Regions from separate parts of the Gossypium hirsutum genome. Here all the other regions are linked to region 2. A link is a contact called in public Hi-C data. All regions are on one chromosome and are shown on one strand. The core of a region is the stretch at or near the end of the contact, and the rest is flanking DNA. Distances in the headings are between cores, read along the strand shown. Region 1 holds the start of LOC107897547 (probable serine/threonine-protein kinase At1g54610). Region 2 holds the start of LOC121207959. Region 3 holds the start of LOC107897548.

What was found. A called contact is a pair of places that touch in the nucleus more often than the background predicts.
Region 1: a Hi-C map of leaf shows a contact between it and region 2, with 1.9 times the contacts expected there. The contact joins the promoter of LOC107897547 here to the promoter of LOC121207959 in region 2. A contact is called at or near these places in 2 of 34 Hi-C or Micro-C datasets (both in leaf).
Region 3: a Hi-C map of leaf shows a contact between it and region 2, with 3 times the contacts expected there. The contact joins the promoter of LOC107897548 here to the promoter of LOC121207959 in region 2. A contact is called at or near these places in 2 of 34 Hi-C or Micro-C datasets (both in leaf).

What each region holds. Positions count from the first base shown.
Region 1 is chrA10:22,212,285-22,215,819 of Gossypium_hirsutum_v2.1, forward strand. LOC107897547 (probable serine/threonine-protein kinase At1g54610) reads left to right here and starts at 1,486. Exons shown (of 7, transcript XM_016823034.2): 1 at 1,486-2,206; 2 at 2,305-2,589; 3 at 2,672-2,989. The coding sequence starts at 1,832.
Region 2 is chrA10:21,590,281-21,593,874 of Gossypium_hirsutum_v2.1, forward strand. It overlaps LOC121207959, which reads left to right and starts at 1,403. Exons shown (of 2, transcript XM_041078505.1): 1 at 1,403-1,664; 2 at 1,710-2,437. The coding sequence starts at 1,403. The coding sequence ends at 2,437.
Region 3 is chrA10:22,106,966-22,110,502 of Gossypium_hirsutum_v2.1, forward strand. LOC107897548 reads right to left here and starts at 1,312. Exons shown (of 9, transcript XM_016823035.2): 1 at 1,067-1,312; 2 at 881-963; 3 at 480-652; 4 at 169-262; 5 at 1-52. The coding sequence starts at 1,220.

The sequences.
Region 1 (3,535 bases), core at 236-2,735, 620 kb after region 2:
AAAAAAAGTCAACGGAAATATAATTAAAAACTTTAATTTTTTAAATGCTCAATTTTTTATCTTTTATCGGTTCAAAAAATGTATGATTATTTTCAATTACATATCATCAGTTCAATTAGTTAGACCATCAATTTTTGATTCAGTCGGTTCAATATAGCTCTAATAATATTAAGATTTTAACAAAAAAAATACTAGAAAATCATTGTCTTAAAAAATGAATAAATAAATTTGGATAATGTGATGGACATTATTTTTCTCATTTGCATACATTAATGTCTAATATGATATATAAAAAAAAGTATACTATGATTTAAGAATAATGTTATAGATATATTTGTTGAAGTATCATATACTTGCTTGGTAAGGTAGATTCAACTAAATTTAGATTGAGTTTTATTTAAGGTTTTTAAGTATAAGTTCAATTAGGTCAGATCCAAAATATTAGGTAATTAATAAAATTAATTTAATTTAATTTTAAATAAATTTCAATTTTAATCTTTTATTTTTATTAAAAAAAAGTAAACTTTTATATAAAATTATAGAAAGCAATTGAATTTAACTTCATCCATAAATAGATATGATAATAACTCACACTCTTTATTATCATTTAAAAATTTTCTTTAAGAATTGAACAAAATTATTTTCCTTTTAAGTTTGTTAAATTCATTAGGTGGGTCCATTAATCCAATTTAAGCACATATTCATTATTCTACAGAATTATAATTTTGCATTAATGTAATATTTATAGGTTTAACTATGAAATTGACCTCAAAATTATATTAATTTTCTCAATTAAGTATCAAAAGTTTTTTTTATTTATCAAAAGTGATATATAGACTATTAATTTCGTTTCATTGTCCTTAAAACGTGTATGACGTCTAATAAGAATATGTCAAATGTTGCATTCTTATTAATAGATATAGTGTTTTGAGGTAAAAAGAGGCGAGATTAATAATTTAGTACTACTTTTGTCAAAAAAGCAGAGAGTTAAATTTGTATTTAAGCCATATTTACATGATCACATTTAATGAAAAAACTAAATTAAAAAAAGGGAATATACTCTTTTCTATTCAAAATTTTTCTTTATAATCCAAGTGGCAGATTTTGAGTGGCTCACGGTTGCTCCCCTGTTAAGCACGGGGCCAAGTACTCCACCTGAAAGAGGAACAAAATCAAAGAGACACCACTGTCTTGTGGAACCCACTACATCTCTACCACCACCTTATCCAATCATGTTCTTACACGTCACAACCAGACCCCGCATGATAAAATCACAATCATTCCCTCTCAACGTGGCAAATTATAATTGGTTACACTTCCTCATAACACCGAATCTCCCGCAGTTAATTAAATCCCCCAAAAAACAAAATTTTAATCTTTCTGAAAGAGAGTCTAAGAAACAATACCAGTGCAAAATAAATAAACAATTAATTAAAAAAATAAACACTGGAAAGCAGAAAGTAGAAACAGATCCAAAAAATCTTTATTTAAAAAAAATCTTAAATTTCTTGAAATTCTTCAAATCTAAAAAGAGGAAAAAAAAAGGGTAGTTGAATTTTACTGTTATCAGCTTTTTATAGCTGAAATTTGTTGACTGTGCCACAATTTGTGGGACTTAAGTCTTAATTTTTTTTAAAAAAAATCATTGCAAGCTTTGCTTTTTTTTTGGGGGGGGGGGGTCATAAAGAAAGTTGGGTCACACACATTTCATTACTACATTCTCTGAATTAATCTCTCAGAAAACTTTTTTTAGGGTTTTGTGTTCGGATGGAGACAAAGTGTGAGAAAATGTGGGAATGTGAGGGGAAGGAAGAGGAGATATGAGTGAACTATGGGGTGTGTGTTTGGGAGAGAGGTTTCAGGGAGACCGGTAGGGAGGGAAGAAAGGAAGAGAGAGGAAATTGGTAGGGTTTCCAAAAGGTCGGAGAAGGGTGAAGAGGTTGTTAGAGATGGAAGTAACAGCCAGAGGGTGGAGGAGGAGAAGGCGGAGGAAGAAGAAGCAGCTGCTGCTGCCGCCGCCTTTGCAGCTAAAGCAAGAGCGAAAAGGAAGTCTTCACGGCCAAATCCACGGCTGAGTAACCCACCCAGGCACGTCCACGGCGAACAAGTCGCCGCCGGCTGGCCATCTTGGCTGTCGAACGTCGCCGGTGAAGCCATCAGCGGCTGGACTCCTCGCCGTGCTGATTCTTTTGAGAAGATTGATAAGGTGCCTTAACTTCTTCTCATAGCCTCATTTATGTATTTATTAGTAGTATTTTGCTCCTATGTAATTACTTACGTAGCTTTGTGAATTTGATTGTTTAGATTGGTCAAGGAACATACAGTAATGTGTACAAAGCTAGGGATACTTTGACTGGGAAGGTTGTTGCATTAAAGAAAGTTCGTTTCGATAATTTGGAGCCGGAAAGTGTTAAGTTCATGGCTAGGGAGATTAAGATTTTACGTCGATTGGATCATCCTAATGTGGTAAAATTAGAAGGATTGGTGACTTCGAGAATGTCATGTAGTTTGTATCTTGTATTTGAGTATATGGAGCACGATTTGGCCGGACTCGCTGCTAGTCCGGCTATAAAGTTCACCGAGTCTCAGGTAAAATAAATACTTTTTCGTTTTTATTGCTTATGCTGGTTTTGAATTAAGTTATGGATTTGATTTCTGCTGATATGGACAGGTAAAATGTTATATGCATCAGTTGTTATCGGGGCTCGAACATTGTCACAACCGACATGTATTGCATCGTGATATTAAGGGGTCGAATCTTCTTATTGACAATGGTGGTGTTCTTAAGATAGCGGATTTTGGTTTAGCTTCATTTTTCGATCCTAATCACAAGCAGCCAATGACTAGTAGGGTGGTTACACTTTGGTATCGACCTCCAGAGCTCCTTCTTGGTGCCACCGATTATGGTGTTGGTGTGGATCTCTGGAGTGCTGGCTGCATTCTAGCTGAGTTATTAGCTGGAAGGCCCATCATGCCTGGTCGCACCGAGGTAGTTTAACCTTTTGAATCTAAAGTTTGTTAAGCATGTATTCTTTATGTGCTATTATTTTACTATATGGAAAGCACATTAAGGTGCAAATTTTGTAGCTTTAGTTTATAGAGGCATAAGCTAATTAGCAAATTGAATTTGCTCTAGATTTGGGTGTAGTAGCAATAAAATGTACTTTTCACAACACCAAATTACTCGCTTTTCTTATATATTTTGCAAAATAAACCGTTCTGCAGTTACTGTTATATGAGATAAACTTAATGATTTTGCAGTCCTCGGTTAGCATTTGACTATCGTAATCAAAAGGTCATTGAAATTTGCATTGTCAATTTATTAATTCTCTATGATATTTGATCCTCCTTTCTCTATGGACGTTTTTGACTTGTCTGTATTACACCTATTGGTATAGGACTTGGATGTTGGGCAACATCCAATTTCACTTTGCGGTTTCCTAGTTCTGTTTGAATACTTTTTGAGTTGTCCAGGCAATTCAAGTTCATAATTTGATCCTCTACATTCATCATACCAATGAGTATTAGCATCCTA
Region 2 (3,594 bases), core at 153-2,652:
TAAATTTTAAAAATAGAAAATTAAAATAATCCGAAAAAATATGATTATGCCAAATATATATTCAAATGTAACCTTTATTTCTCAGGAAGGCAGATGACAGCAGCCTCATTGGCTTGCAGAATAAATGCATTGTTTGTTTCACAAGACGACATTCTTACTTCTTTTATACATGTATGTCGTTGCCTGTTTTCAGATCATATCCCTTCTCCATTTTGTTTTTTTACTTATTTTAAGAAGAAAAATGGGATATTATCTTACCTGGCCTTTAATTTTCAACAGCTGCACATTTTGATGATTTTTAGATTCAAATATTGGATTTTGTTGTTGATAATATCAAACATCTGAATTTGCTAATTTGGTTTATTTTGAATATAAAATATGTATTTGATGCATGTTTAATTTAATTTTTAAAATTTTCAATATATTTAGTTAATTATATTTTATAATTTATGTACAAATTTAATATATATAACTAAGTTTTTCAAGAAAAGGAAATTTTAATTACGCCATTTTAAATTTTCTATTCTCATAATTAATATTGTCGATTCTATTTATTCAATAAAATTTTCTTTTTGTTATAAAATAAAAGATAGAGAATAAAGAATCAAGAATAAAGAGCAAAACGTATTTTATTGATCAATCAGAATTATTTACAAAAGTTTCTCTAAAATCTCTATTTATAGACATAAAAAGTATAATTTATCTTGATCTTAATAGACATCCACTTAATAACATATCCATAACACTTTTATTGTTGTCCTTCTCTTTATTTTGCTATTTTATGTATAATTAAACGGAAAAATAATTGGACATTTAAATTTTTTTAATTGTGTTCAAGAATTCAAATGTTTATAAAAAAAAAAAAAAGAATGGAGATTTATAAATTGACACGTGGATTGATACTTCTTTTGGGCTCCCTTTAGTTGAGCTGTTTTAAAATAGTGTTGGATCCGTGTCATTTATTTACCCCCATGTGGCATACAATCCCTTTTTCTTTCACCCACATATACAAACACGTGTCATTTCAATTGACATTACTACAAGTTTTCATCCCTGAAAATGGAAAAAAAAGAACTAGAAAATGACATCAATACAACACTAACAACAATTTTAGTTCCAGTCCCCCGCAGATTTTTGCTTTCTGGATTATGTCCCTTTAGTATGTTCAAATAACTTCATGTCTATTATTTTGTTATTAAACTCAGTTTATTTAAAGGGGAGGAAACAAGCAATTAGAGTTGGTTTGCCTTTTGGCACGAATCTCTTTGTCTGCTTTTTGACACGAGTTTTTTTCTTTTGCTTTCTTTTTTGTTTTTCACTGTTTCTGATTTGTCCTTTATTCTATACCCCAGTTTTGTCTTCTTTTCTTCCATTGGTTACGAGGTTGACTTGAAGTTTTGTCATGGAGGAGGAGTTAGCCAACTTGACTTTGTTGGATGAAGAGGAGGAGGCGTTTCAAGAAGATCTAGCGGTGGTGGATCGTAATTATCAGTTTTGCTTGGTGGGGCGCTGTCTAACAGACAGTATTGTTCATTTTCCTTCTTTACGAAATACTATGGCGAATCTTTGGCATCCAATTGGAGGGATTTGTATCACGGACTTAGGAGACAAACGTTATATGTTCCAATTTTTTAATGATGTTGATGTTCAAAGGGTAGTTTCTGGTACGCCATGGTTTTTTAATAAACATTTGCTTATTTTGTAAAAAGTTCAAAATGGTGAAGATCCGACAACACTGGCATTAACTTTTACTGAATTTTGGGTTCAAGTTCATGAATTACCTTCAGGTCTGATGACTGAGACTATGGCCAAACAGTTTGGGGATTTTTTGGGAAAATTCATTGATCATGATACATCCTTGGGGTTTCAAAAATACATCCGAATTCGTGTTCGTTTGGATGTCACTGCACCATTGAAACGTAAGAAGAAGATTCAGTTTGGGAAAATTATGACTGCTTATGCTCAATTTAAGTACGAGAAGTTAAGTCTGTTCTGCTTCATTTGTGGAAAATTAGGGCATGGTAAGAGTTTTTGTCCCTTTCGTCTTAAAATCGAGCAATCAAAAATTATTTTTGACTGGGATTTGTCACTGCGTGCTGTACCGAGACGTCGGAGTACGGTGGTAAGCAGGTGGTTGCGTGAAGCTGATGGGTCACAGTGTCTTGATGATAATATGGAAAGTTTCAGTCAAGGCAATAATTTTAATGTTGCGAGAGATTCTAAGCGGAATTTTGGGGGAGATTTTAAGAATCAAGTATCAAATCCCAATTTAATTCCAATGGGATTAAATCAACAGTTTCCCGTTAATGAGCAGAGTAATTGGCGAAATAAGGGCAAGGATATTTCAAATATGGGTAGGTTGGTCAATGGTCCTATGGACCTAGTCTTGGTGGCGGAAAATGATCGAATAGCTGCGATGGAAGGAAAAAAACGGTAGAGAACTGTGAAAGGTGGTAATAATGTAGGAGGTCCCTTTGAATTAACGGCTAGCTCTGGTGAGCAGAGCAGCCGAGCAGTATGAAAATTTTAAGTTGAAATGTTCGTGGTTTGGGGAGATCACGAACTGTTAAAAAGCTTAAAAGCAATTTGAGAGCCATTAGTCCCCGAATTTTGTTTCTTATGGAAACAAAATTAAGTGAGAAAAAATGGAGATGGTAAGGTTGCAGTGTGGTTTTGAGAATGGAATTGAGATTGGGGTAATAGGAACAAAAGGATGGTTGTCTTTGAGGTGGAAAGGTAATTCGTTGGTCAGGCTTAAGAGCTTTTCCTCTTTTCATATTGATGTTGAGGTCAATGATAATGAATGTGGTGAAGTTTGGCGGTTAACAGGTTTCTATGGGAATCCGGATAGTAGGAGTAGAAATGAGTCTTGGAATTTGCTTCGACAACTAAGTCACGATTGTAGTGTTCCTTGGGTGGTGCTGGGTGATTTCAGCGAAATTACAAATTCTTTTGAAAAAAAAGGTGGCAGACTTCAATCAGCGCGTCAAATGAAGGACTTCCAAATGGCGTTAGAGGATTACAGCCTTAACGACTTAGGATTTGTTGGACGGTGGTTTACATGGGAAAGAGGAAGGGTTTTTGCTACAAATATAAGGGAGCGTTTGGATCGTGGAGTAGCGACGCTGAGTTGGGTGAACCTGTTCCCAAACTATCAGGTAGAGCATTTAAGTCATTCCTTTTCTGATCATTGTCCCATTCTCTTGGACATTATGAGAACGGGATGGAATAATTATGGTAAAACCGATAACCTGTTTCATTTTGAAGCCAAGTGGTGTTTGGAAAATTCATTCGATGAGGTGATTAGGAAATAATGGGCCGAATCTTTAGGAAGTGTGCCATTGAAACTTGAGGCTTTGGGTCATCAGTTACAGGAATGGAGTAGATCTAAGGCCAGAGATGATAAAAAGGTTCGCATGGTTCTAAAAGAACGATTGAATTGCCTCTACAGTCAAGAACCATCTAATGAGATATTGGCTGAAATCACGGATGTCCAATTAGATCTTAATTTGGAGGCTGATAAAGAACTCTTTTGGGAGCAATATGCTCGTGCTAACTGGCTGAAGAATAAAGATCGAATCATTAACTATTTTC
Region 3 (3,537 bases), core at 62-2,561, 520 kb after region 2:
TGAGAAGGGTATCTGTTCTAGGGCTTCTCCCAATCGGCACAGTTGGTGTGTCCTGACAAGAAAACAGATGGTGGTAATGGATATTAATGCATCCCAATATCATGAAAATTTGGAAGAACAATAATAAAGTGTTATAAGCAAACAATGTTTTATGTTAGATGCAAATACCTCATCACAAGGTCCATTGTCATTGCAATCATACGGTGCAGAGCTCGATGTGAATACAAACGAACCTTCACCATTCCAGCTTAAAGCAGCCAATCTGATAGACTCAAAGCCAAATCGATAACACCAACTCAGTTCGTAGAGACTAAATAACCAATCAAGATTTTGCCACAAACAAAAAAAAGGTAAAATTCCAGATCAAAGTAAGTTTTGCCGAAGTTCCTCCTAGCTCCTATATGACTACTACCATACAACACCAACATGGCTAGTGACTAGTGAGTGACAATTCACCATGAAAATCTTTAAAAAGTTACCTAATATCACCAGCATAATCTGGGGTTTTTGAAGGAGGAGCACAAAAAATCACATAGGGGAACTTCTGATCTGTTTTAGTCTCCTTAAAAAATGGATTAATCCCCAGCAAGATTAATTCATTGTGGTGGTCCGTCGTCACAGTCTGCCCGTAAATTTGACATCCTGGATGTTCCTGCTTCCACAAATCATGTAATTCACACATATGACTAAATGGCTAGACCCTACCGATTGAGTTTTAGTTCACTTGGCACCATTGCTAGAAATAGACATTGTAAAAAAGAGCTAAACCCTATCAATTAGCTAATTGTTATCATTATTCAAGAAAACCCTTCAAATTTCAACCTCTGAAACTAAAATGAATGATGATGTTTAGGCAATCAAACAGTTGGTTTGGTTTTACCTCCCTCCATTTTTCAGCCACCAAGCGACCAAGAACACCTGGTCCCACTATTAGCAGATCATTCTCTCCCACCATTGCTTTCCCTGCCACATTCAAACAAAAAAAGAAAAACGAAAATCCCAGATTAAATAAAAGAAAAGTCACCGCAATATGTAAAAAGAAAGCAAAAGGGAATATCAAATAGACCAGAGGTGGAGGAAGCTGAGACTTGAAGAGAAGAAGAAGAGAAGTTGAAACTTTGGAAAATTGGGATTGGTTTCTTGAAAAAGGGTTGAGATGAGGGAGAAATTGAGTTTTTCGACAGAAATATGAAATTACTGACGCAAGAAATGGTTCCCATTTACTTAAAAAAAATGAAATTAAAAGAAAAGGGACTGTGTCTTTCTATTCTGTTCTTTTTTGAACATAGACTGTCTGTCTTACTCTGCCTGTCAATTTTTTATCATTTTATTGGTCCTTTCAGGCAAATACTTAAAGAAAGAGGATTTTCGTTCTTGGTAACCACCAATGATTTTATAACGCGTGGCATGTTGGATTGTTACTTGGTAGTATGTCAGAATCTGATTGGAGGATTTTTCTGTTTACTCTTTTCGATTTTAAAATTTATTTTAATATTTTAATATTTATACCTTGAAAGTTAATTTAAATAGTACTCTTGAAAAGTTTAATTTAAAATTTAAAATTTTAACATCGTTATTAAAAAGTATTTTTAAGAAATAAAATATTTATTTTAAATATTTTATTATCAAGTAATAAATATGTAATTAAATAATATTTAAATTAGTTATTGTTATTATATTTTAGTATGAATATAAAAAATTATTATAACTTGTTAATATTTTAACATATGAAATATAAATTTTAAATATTTTTAAGTAATAAATATTAATTATTTATAAAATTTAATTAGAATATATAAACTATATTTTAAATATTTAAATATAACCATGAAATATTTGTAATTAGTATTTTAAAAAATATTTTTTTATTTTAAATTAATTATTTTAGCACATTTGTAATTAAACACAAAAAAAAGAAAGTACTATGTTATTACAGAAGTAGAAAAGTAATTAAACACCAAAAATACTTTTGGAAGGAAAAAAGCTAAAAATTTTAGTTTATCCTTTTCAGATGTGTTTTTCAAAAGCATGTTTGAAAACTAAAAATTTCAGCCAAAAGCAAGTTATTTAGTACAGTTTTTTTTTCTAAAAGTGTTTTTTGAGCTAGAAGTGTTTTTTTAAGCACTACTAAAAAGGCCCTAAATCTCTATATCAAAGATAAAATAGGTTTTTTAGCTATCAATATTTATAGTCTTCTATCAATTTGGTCATTAAGTACATGAAAATTTTAAAAATTAATTTTTTCATATTTTAAATAAAAATATAAAATTTTAGAAACTTGTAGTTTTTTAAATAAAAAATTATAATTTTTAAAATAATAAACAATTATGAAAAAATAAAAAAAGCTTTAAAATTCAAAAAAATAAAAATAAAATTGATTTTAAGATATAAAAAATTCTAAAATTCAATGTTATCTAAATCGGATTGAACTAATGGTTGACCTACGAATGGTACAAATTGGTTGAATTGTGCTAAAAAATTGGTTGAAACTGCAATTGAACTGATTTCGAATTGATCTAACTAATGGGTTTCCAAAACGACAGATTATTTAGCAAATATTATTAAAGAATCTAAAATATTATAATATTAAAAAAATTATAAAAATCGGTTTGATTGTTAGTTCAATTGAATTTTTATCATGATTAAACCCATATGTATTGGTTCATAGGTTAACCGCTTATTAAAATTTTTAAACATTTTTAGCCCCCAACATTGATAATTTTTATCAGTTTGGTTCATACCCTTTAAAAGTATTTTTTTAAAAATAAAAAAATTCATATTTTAAACAACATAAAATTTTAAAAATTATATTTTTAAAAATATATAAAAATGAAAAATAAAAATGGTTTACAATTCAAAGTGAAAAAAACAAATTAAAATATTTTAAGAATATAAAGAATTACAAAATTTAATGTTATCTAAACTGGACCTATTAGACTATGAACCGGCTGGGTATTGATCCAGTGAGAGGTAAAAAACTAGTTAAATCGCAAACTAAAATGAACTTATTGAACTAAGCTAAAAAAAAGGTTAAATTGGCAGTTGACCCTATTTTTATAAAATTTTATTTTTAATAATTTATTTTATTTGGACCGATCTTTTTGGGAACCAATTGGTTAAACCAGATAGGAATTGATTCAACTATTGGTTCAACCAGTTTTTAGCTTAGTTCAATTGGTCTATATTGATTTGCAAGTTAACCAATTTTTTACCTCTCACCGGATCAAAACACTAGTCGATTCCTAGTCCGATTTAGATAACATTGAATTTTGAAATTTATATATTTTTTTTAAATTTTAAAGAGTTTTTATTTTTCCATAATTTGTTACTTTTTTAAAAAAGTAGATTTTTAAATTTTGTATGTTTTTATTTAAAATATGAAAAAAAATTATTTTCATGTACTTTTAAAGGGGAAGAACCAAATTGATAAAAATACAAATGTTGAAGGTTAAAAAAATAATTTTACATTTAACATCTTTAACTTTAACGGCAAACAGAGATGGAGAGACCAAGATTTTACATGGACTCATTGTGTCG